Regions from separate parts of the Mus musculus genome. Here region 1 is linked to region 2. A link is a contact called in public promoter capture Hi-C data. All regions are on one chromosome and are shown on one strand. The core of a region is the stretch at or near the end of the contact, and the rest is flanking DNA. Distances in the headings are between cores, read along the strand shown. Region 1 overlaps Synj2 (synaptojanin 2). Region 2 holds the start of Tmem242 (transmembrane protein 242).

Region 1 (3,760 bases), core at 114-2,613, 550 kb before region 2:
CTCTGAATCTCAGGACTTGGTCAACAAGGCCAGCACCAGATGTGGGCCCTTGACTCTAGACCAGAATTATAAGCCCAACATACATCTCTTTTCTTTATAACATACCCAGGATGTGGTACTGTGTGACAGCATCAGGAAACAGACTGAGGCTAGCTGTACATCCCTGAGAGTGTGGGTAGGCTGTTCCTATCTCTAAGGCCTACTTGGGTGGGCTGCCCCCAAGTGGAGACCTGGGAGATGTGGGGGGGTTTCTTGATCTTGAGCCGTAACAAGTAGCATGGGGTAACAGGACATACGAGTCACCAGGTACCCTGCATGATGCAACCAGAGCAAAAGCCCCAGCCTGAGGCAGTGTTGGCAGTGTTAGTGAGACTAACAGATAGCACAGGGACACTACCCTACAGTCAAAGCACCCTTCTGATGGCTTTATGCAATTACACCCTAATGTCCCTTCCAGAAACAGAAAAAGTCCTAACCTCCTGCATTTCCAGTTGTGACCTTGCTTAGATAGAGAACCTCTGTTCTTATAATTGGATAAGTGAGCCCACCCTGGAGGAAGCTGAGTGAGCCCTTTGATCCAGTATGACCGGGACTGGATGATGGCCTGTGAGCCACACCGGAACTACAGAAGCTGGGAGACACAAGGGCAGATCCTCCCAGTGGGATTTTTCAAGAGACTATGGAAGGCCCTTTGACCTTGATCTTAACCGGCCAGCCTCCAGAATGGGAAGAACAAATGCCTGTTGTCTGAACCACCCAGTGTGTGGCACTTTATTACAGCAGTCCCAGGAAACCCACACAAAGTCCTCTGATATGGTCCATCTTATAGGACAGGGCAGTTGTTACCCTAAAGACCTATTTTGTAAGGTATGGTAAAAGACCATAGTGTTTCCCAACTGGTCAAAACCTAAACATTTGGGAACTACCACCACCAGGACCAAATAAATGGCCCTCTTCCCTCAGACTGGGCTGAGGATTCCTTCTTGACCCAAAGATGATCTCTGGAATCTGGTTCTGGTACCAAGTTCAGGCTTTGTGGGAGCCATGCAATATCAACATTGCTACCTGTGGTGTCTTGACCTGCTCAAAAACACCAGAACTCTGTCCCAGATCAGAACATACCGAGGGTGAGGGGTAGTGATACCAGATAAAGGTGTGGAGGTAAAGAAGGTGGACATGACCTTGGAAGTCTTTGTCACCATGAAGACATGAGCAAGAAAAGTGAAAATGGCTTTCATGGTGGGAGGAAGTATTCTCTCCTTTTTCAACCATAAAAATAGTTATTTAATAGCACTGTCAACATTCAGGAGGGCAAGCAACTCTCCCCTGAGATAGTAATTTTACCCACAGATCTTTTGCAGGCTCCTGCCCCAACTTCCCTCTAACTCCCATGAGGAGCCTCCATCTTTGCACCTCTGAGAGGAGACAGCGCTCCTGCAAACTGGGCCCCCACACGGGTTTGAGCCACTGTTAAGTGAGCATGCAGAGTTTCTCCTGTGCTGGGGGAAGGTGTGCACATGTGTGCTGACTTCAACTGGTGCCCTGGAAGGGTGCCTCTTACAGCCACACTGTGTGTGCCAGGCTGCGCCTACAGGAACACACAGGGCGCCTGCTGCTCAGAGAGGACCCGTGCCTCCCTCCCTATAGCTTTCCTTCTTTGCAGCTGATCCCAGGTGCTATTCTGCAAGGTGGCACTACCCTCAGGGAGCAAGTCAGAGCAAAAAAAAAAAAAAACAAAACAACAGATGCGAGACAGCATCTTTCAGGAGGTTAGGACTTTAACATCCAGGATGAGAGCAGAAGCCAGAAAAGAACCTAGGGAGGTATTACAGATGGCCCTTCTCCATAGGGACTAACAGCAACTGCTGTCACACATGATCAGGTCCCCAAGCCCTAACATCCTTCCAGAATGAAGCTTTAGCTGATGTAGTTTTTTTTTTTAAATAAGTTTCTTCTCCCGTTATTCTATTGAATTCTTTATTCATCCTAAAAAGATTTTCAACCCCTATTGGCTTGTCAGCTGCTCCTGGAGAAGGTGGGTACTCTTTACAGCTATGGTGTCCTTTCTTGAATCCTTTTGCTTAAAATACATTAGAAGGGCTAGGGAGATGGCTCAGTTGATAAAGGGCTTCTCACATAAGCCTGAAGACTCGAGTTCAATCCTGAGGTGCTACATAAAAGCCAGCCTATTAAAAGGCACGAGCTTGTAATCCTGCAGAGGCAAGAGCATCTCTAGGGCTTGAGAGACAGCCATTCTTGTCAAGTCGGTGAGCTCAACACTCAGAGCTCCTCAGGCTTTCAAATGCATCCATGCACACATATACACATAAGCACTGTCTTTTCAGAATGAGTCATGAAACAAAAAGACAGACCATACAAGCCAGAGGCAAGTTCCAAACTGTCCTCTAATTTTGCACATACAGGAAGAAGTCACAGTCAAAAACCTCACACAAATCAGAGCCTCTGGTACTCATGGTAGAAAACATTCCTAGCCAAATGGATGGACCTGGAGAGCATCATCCTGAGTGAGGTAACACAATCACAAAGGAACTCACACAATATGTACTCACTGATAAGTGGATACTAGCCCAAAACCTAGGATACCCACGATATAAGATACAATTTCCTAAACACATGAAACTCAAGAAAAATGAAGACTGAAGTGTGGACACTATGCCCCTCCTTAGAAGTGGGAACAAAACACCCATGGAAGGAGTTACAGAAACAAAGTATGGAGCTGAGATGAAAGGATGGACCATGTAGAGACTGCCATATCCAGGGATCCACCCCATAATCAGCTTCCAAATGCTGACACCATTGCATACACTAGCAAGATTTTACTGAAAGGACCCAGATGTAGCTGTCTCTTGTGAGACTATGCCGGGGCCTAGCAAACACAGAAGTGGATGCTCACAGTCAGCTAATGGATGGATCACAGGGCTCCCAATGGAGGAGCTAGAGAAAGTACCCAAGGAGCTAAAGGGATCTTCAACCCTATAGGTGGAACAACATTATGAACTAACCAGTACCCCTGAGCTCTTGACTCTAGCTGCATATGTATCAAAAGATGGCCTAGTCGGCCATCACTGGAAAGAGAGGCCCATTGGACACGCAGACTTTGTGTGCCCCGGTACAGGGGAACGCCAGGGCCAAAGGGGGGGAGTGGGTGGGTAGGGGAGTGGGGGTGGGTGGGTAAGGGGGACTTTTGGTATAGCATTGGAAATGTAAATGAGCTAAATACCTAATAAAAAATGGAAAAAAAAAATTGAAAAAAAAAAAAAAAAAAGAAAACATGCATTTGTAAGATACATTGATACTCTGAGTCGCTCTGTGTCAGGGACAGGCCTGGGTACTTACCTGCTCTGTCTCCACAAAGTTGGACACGTGGCCATCATCGTTCACACCACGGGTGAGGAAGCGAGCACCTGCGCGTTCACAGCTGATGCGAGAGATGAGACAGGCCTTGGCCTGCTTGTGGGAGGCATATACTGTGCGGATGGTCACCACCCCACAGATGACTTTCAGCAACCAGTTATGACAGTTCACCTGGTGCTGCCGCAGAGGCACATGCAATAGCTGGTTCCTGCAAAATAGCAGGTAACACCTTTGGGTCACCCTACCAGGCTCTACAAATGCTGTACCCAGAGCCAAGTACTAAGGAACTTTCCCTAGGCCCAGTGTTCCACTAGGCTGTTACATGCAATTCCATCTCAATGGAAACATTCTATCTTGGAGGGGAGGTGGCTCATAAAGACTCAGA
Region 2 (3,644 bases), core at 219-2,718:
TCAGAGATAAAGTCTCTAATGGGAGAGACTGGGCAGCTTTAACCGTTCGTATGTAATGCTTTAAAAACTACTAGAATCAATGATAACAGCAATTAAAACGCATATTATGTGTGCCAGACACTATGCTAACTCCATCACACTCATAACTTTTAAAAGATTGAAACTGGGTCTTGTTACCTAGGTTAGATTTGAATTTATCCTCTTGTATCAGCTTTTCAAGTGGTCAAGAGGGATGTACAACACACACACACACACACACACACACACACACACACACGCACCTCTTCATTCAAAAATCCTGTGAGGTACTGTTTCCATAGTTAATAATTGAGGGGAACGAGGTAACGAGAGGCTATATGGCAAACACCAAGTTCACACAAATAAGAAGTGCTTTACGACCTGAACGCAGGTCTGAGCTAATAAATGCATTTAACTGCTGCAAAAACTAATGCTTTCATTTACCCGTCCCTCGGACAGGCATTTATTATACATGACCAGGTAATACACTGAGAGCTGGGGAATATCAAATGAGTATAGATAACAATCTCCACCCTCAAGATGCCCATGCCCTTAAAGTGCTCAGAAAAAGGCTAGAGGCTAAAGAACTGGCTTCATTTTAAAAGATGATGCCATATGTCTTAGGTCTCCCTTTGAGAGGCTGAAAACGTTGGCTACTTCCCACTACTCTTCCCTCAATAGCCATTTACTCTGTCCGTAGACCCTGGCACATCGTCCTCCCAGGCCTGCTTGCAGGCTGCTAAGGATCCCAGCAAGTCCGGGGCAGCCTTGGAGCCCGTGTTAATAAGCTTTGAGAGAGGGCCTCTGTACTCTGCTCTCTAGATTGGCTCAGTTCATTCAATCATTTAGCCAGCCCAGCGCGTCCACTGGGGGCGGGCAAATCAGATCTTGGGAAGGGCGTGTGCTTCGAAGCTGGTGAGATGTTTCTCTTCCAGAATTGGGCATGTCACTTAACCCTGAAATAACTATTTCGAAATTTCTCAGAAAGAAGCGGGGAAAATATTGAGGCTTGCTTTTTAGAATCGTGGTCTGTTAGTGCGGACCAAATCCTTAGAAGCAGTGCAAGTGTATCTGGAGTGGTAAACAGCTCCAGGATCCAAGCCAGGCAGATGGGCTCCCGGCTCCATTTGCGACCTCTCACTGCCTCCTAGAGTCGGAACTGAGTATTCTTCCAAGTAGGGAAAACAAAACAAAACCAAAAAAAAAAAAACCCAAAACCTTACTAAAGTCCAACAGATCATCACCTTGCAAGAAGGCGAGTGATCCTCCCAGGAGGGCCGTCTTGTGGGGCGCCGCCCTCGGCTCTGGGCTGGGACAGAGAGCAGCCTTTCTGTCTTCTCTCACTGCAAGAGTGTTAAGCGGGGAAAGTGGGAAACCCGGACCTTTCTTCAGGTTGCACAGGGAAGGCAGCCGCGGAACCTTTCTTCTCTCTCCCTTGAGCTTCCACTCGGGCCTCTTTGGTAACGGAAACAGTAGAGTAGGAGACTTTAAAATGGAGACCTCGGGTCCTGGGCCCGGGGAGTCCTCTGAATTAGAAGCTCCAGGGTCTCCGGACGATCGGTTGTTTCTGGTTAAAGGTATGCTTGCTCTGAGCTGGGATGTGATGTTCCGGAACACATTCTTTTCTGAGAGCCCTTATTCTGAACTCAGCCAGTGGGGCCCATATGTCACTCACCAGGTGAAGTCTCCTTGGGCAGGGGCGGGTAAATCCTGCCATCTACTCTCCAGTCCATACTGTATTTACCCATCCTTATCTATAGTTTTTCTTGTGCCCTGCCCTTTTCTGATTGCCACGATCTCTTCTTCCCGTGGAAAAACTTCGCGCTGCTGTCCTTGAGGACAGAGAGAAGGGAAAAAAACCCATTCTCAGCCCTGAAGAACTGAGCTTCAGAGCGTACCCTTGAACCAGAAACCCGAGGTCGTGAGATCACGCAGGTTTCTCAGACCCACTTCACAAGAGCCGCCTAGCCATGATGTTTCGAGTTTTGAATGTAATCCTGAAAGTTTCTGATACTTCGTTGTGCAATTCTCTTTAATTTAAGTTTTATTTTTAATCCCTTCTCTCAATTCTTGGCAGGTGGAATTTTCCTTGGTTCTGCAGCCGCAGCGGGAATGCTAGCTGGATTTGTTACAACATTATCATTAGCTAAAAAGAAAAGCCCTGAGTGGTTCAATAAGGTTTGTGACTCTGAAATCCATTCATAGCATTGCTATTGTTTTTAACAAAGGACAGCTTTTTGCATAGGAAAAAATAGTGACCTTCATTCACATGGTTTTGAAAATACACCCACAAACCCTCATGGGTTTAAGAAGTATACTAGTTGTCAGTCTTGATTTTTTTTTCCGTGTGCTTCCTTAAAAATTAACAGAATGAGGCTTTGAAGAATAACTGAGCAAAACTTTGGAAACATTGTTTTCCCTACAGCATGAATAAGTAATTTAGTATTGATAATAAGAGACCTTGCTTTGAAAGAAAAGCAATATCACTTAAACTATTGGTGCTGGTTGCAAGAAGTATATTTATTTCATAGATGTTAAAATTTTAACATTTTTTTAGAATGAGTGAAAACTTTGTTTTTGTGTTTTAATGCAAGGGCCGCAGTCGCTATAAAGTGCCTGGCACACAGTAGGTGCTCATAAAGTGTTGGGTGACTAACTATATCCACTAGAGACAGAAGATCATTATTCTGTTAGCAGGATTGTACATTTGCTGTTTGTCGTGTGCCTGCTTTCCCTGGTTGGTGGGGAATTTCTTGATGTGTATTGTAGTTGCTTATAATGTCTTGTCTTTTCCCCTCCCACCCATATTGCTGACTTACTGTTCGCCTCAGTAAGTGTTTACTTGGGATCCTTTATGTTTCAGGCACTCTATGATTAAGGTGGATAGGGTACAAAAATAAACATGTCTTTCCCTCGGGAATTTAAATGTCTGCTGTGAGAGACACAATTAGATATTCACACCAATAACTATGCAATTAGCTTGATGTGTGCTACAGACAAATGTTATGTGAAAAACCATAAACCAATTGAATTCCCTTCCACTTATCTGTAATAGTCATACTTAAGCTTTGAATACTATAATGACAGGAGACTAAAATGTATCTAAAATGCTTTCCAATTCCCTCTCAATACTCTAAAGGGTTATGGAGCTACTAAGATCACTTCTGTGGCTCCTCTGATGGGCCATTTTCTCCCTCTACCATGTAATACTTTTAGAGAAGAAATTACTTTGTGGCAGATGTCGTTAAGACCTAACCAGTGTTGGTGCTTTACAGCCAAGCTGTGTTTGGTTTCGAAACCACAGGTTTAATCTGTTTAAGAATCTGATAATGAGAAAAACCCAGGGATTGTCTTGTTTCCACATACTAACAGCTTGGTTCTTTGTTTTGTTCTGGGGCTGGATCATAAGACATGCCACTTGTGCTCTAACACACTTGTACACTGTGGTCCAAAAACTCCTGATGGTCCTTGAGACAACTCATTCCCTGTTCATGTTTAGAGATGCACACTGATGGCATAGAGCAGTGGCATACTCATGGTGGTGGTCACATAAACAGTCCTTGCAGTCTCTGTGTACTGTGTTGTGGGACGCAGCAGTAGTTTTTAAAATAATTAAAAGGAACCAG

Evidence for each region. Promoter capture Hi-C pulls out the DNA fragments that hold promoters and counts their contacts.
Region 1: a promoter capture Hi-C map of pre-B cells shows a contact between it and region 2, with 5 times the contacts expected there. The contact joins the enhancer-like site here to the promoter of Tmem242 in region 2. A contact is called at or near these places in 17 of 39 promoter capture datasets (the 3T3-L1 cell line, 3T3-L1-derived adipocytes, the C10 cell line and 11 more), 3 of 15 datasets of contacts at CTCF or cohesin (the NIH/3T3 cell line, large pre-B cells and pro-B cells), 5 of 484 Hi-C or Micro-C datasets (the 3T3-L1 cell line, B cells, embryonic fibroblasts and 1 more), 15 of 115 datasets of contacts at active chromatin or transcription factors (the 230-238 cell line, DN3 thymocytes, the HPC-7 cell line and 9 more) and 5 of 9 other capture datasets (adipose tissue, embryonic stem cells, liver and 2 more).

Annotation. Positions count from the first base shown.
Region 1 is chr17:5,989,959-5,993,718 of GRCm38.p6, reverse strand. Synj2 (synaptojanin 2) reads right to left here. Exons shown (of 27, transcript NM_001113353.2): 4 at 3,358-3,583. Among named protein-coding and RNA genes, the nearest start is that of Gm35525, 3.6 kb to the right of the region's middle. Within about 2 kb of position 1,363, at least 48 of the 459 cell types and tissues checked have an H3K27ac peak or open chromatin away from gene starts, as enhancers often do. A contact at or near this core is called in the NIH/3T3 cell line, embryonic fibroblasts, pancreatic cancer cells and 2 more, where this site is marked.
Region 2 is chr17:5,438,084-5,441,727 of GRCm38.p6, reverse strand. Tmem242 (transmembrane protein 242) reads left to right here and starts at 1,468. Exons shown (of 4, transcript NM_027457.4): 1 at 1,468-1,595; 2 at 2,096-2,196. The coding sequence starts at 1,511.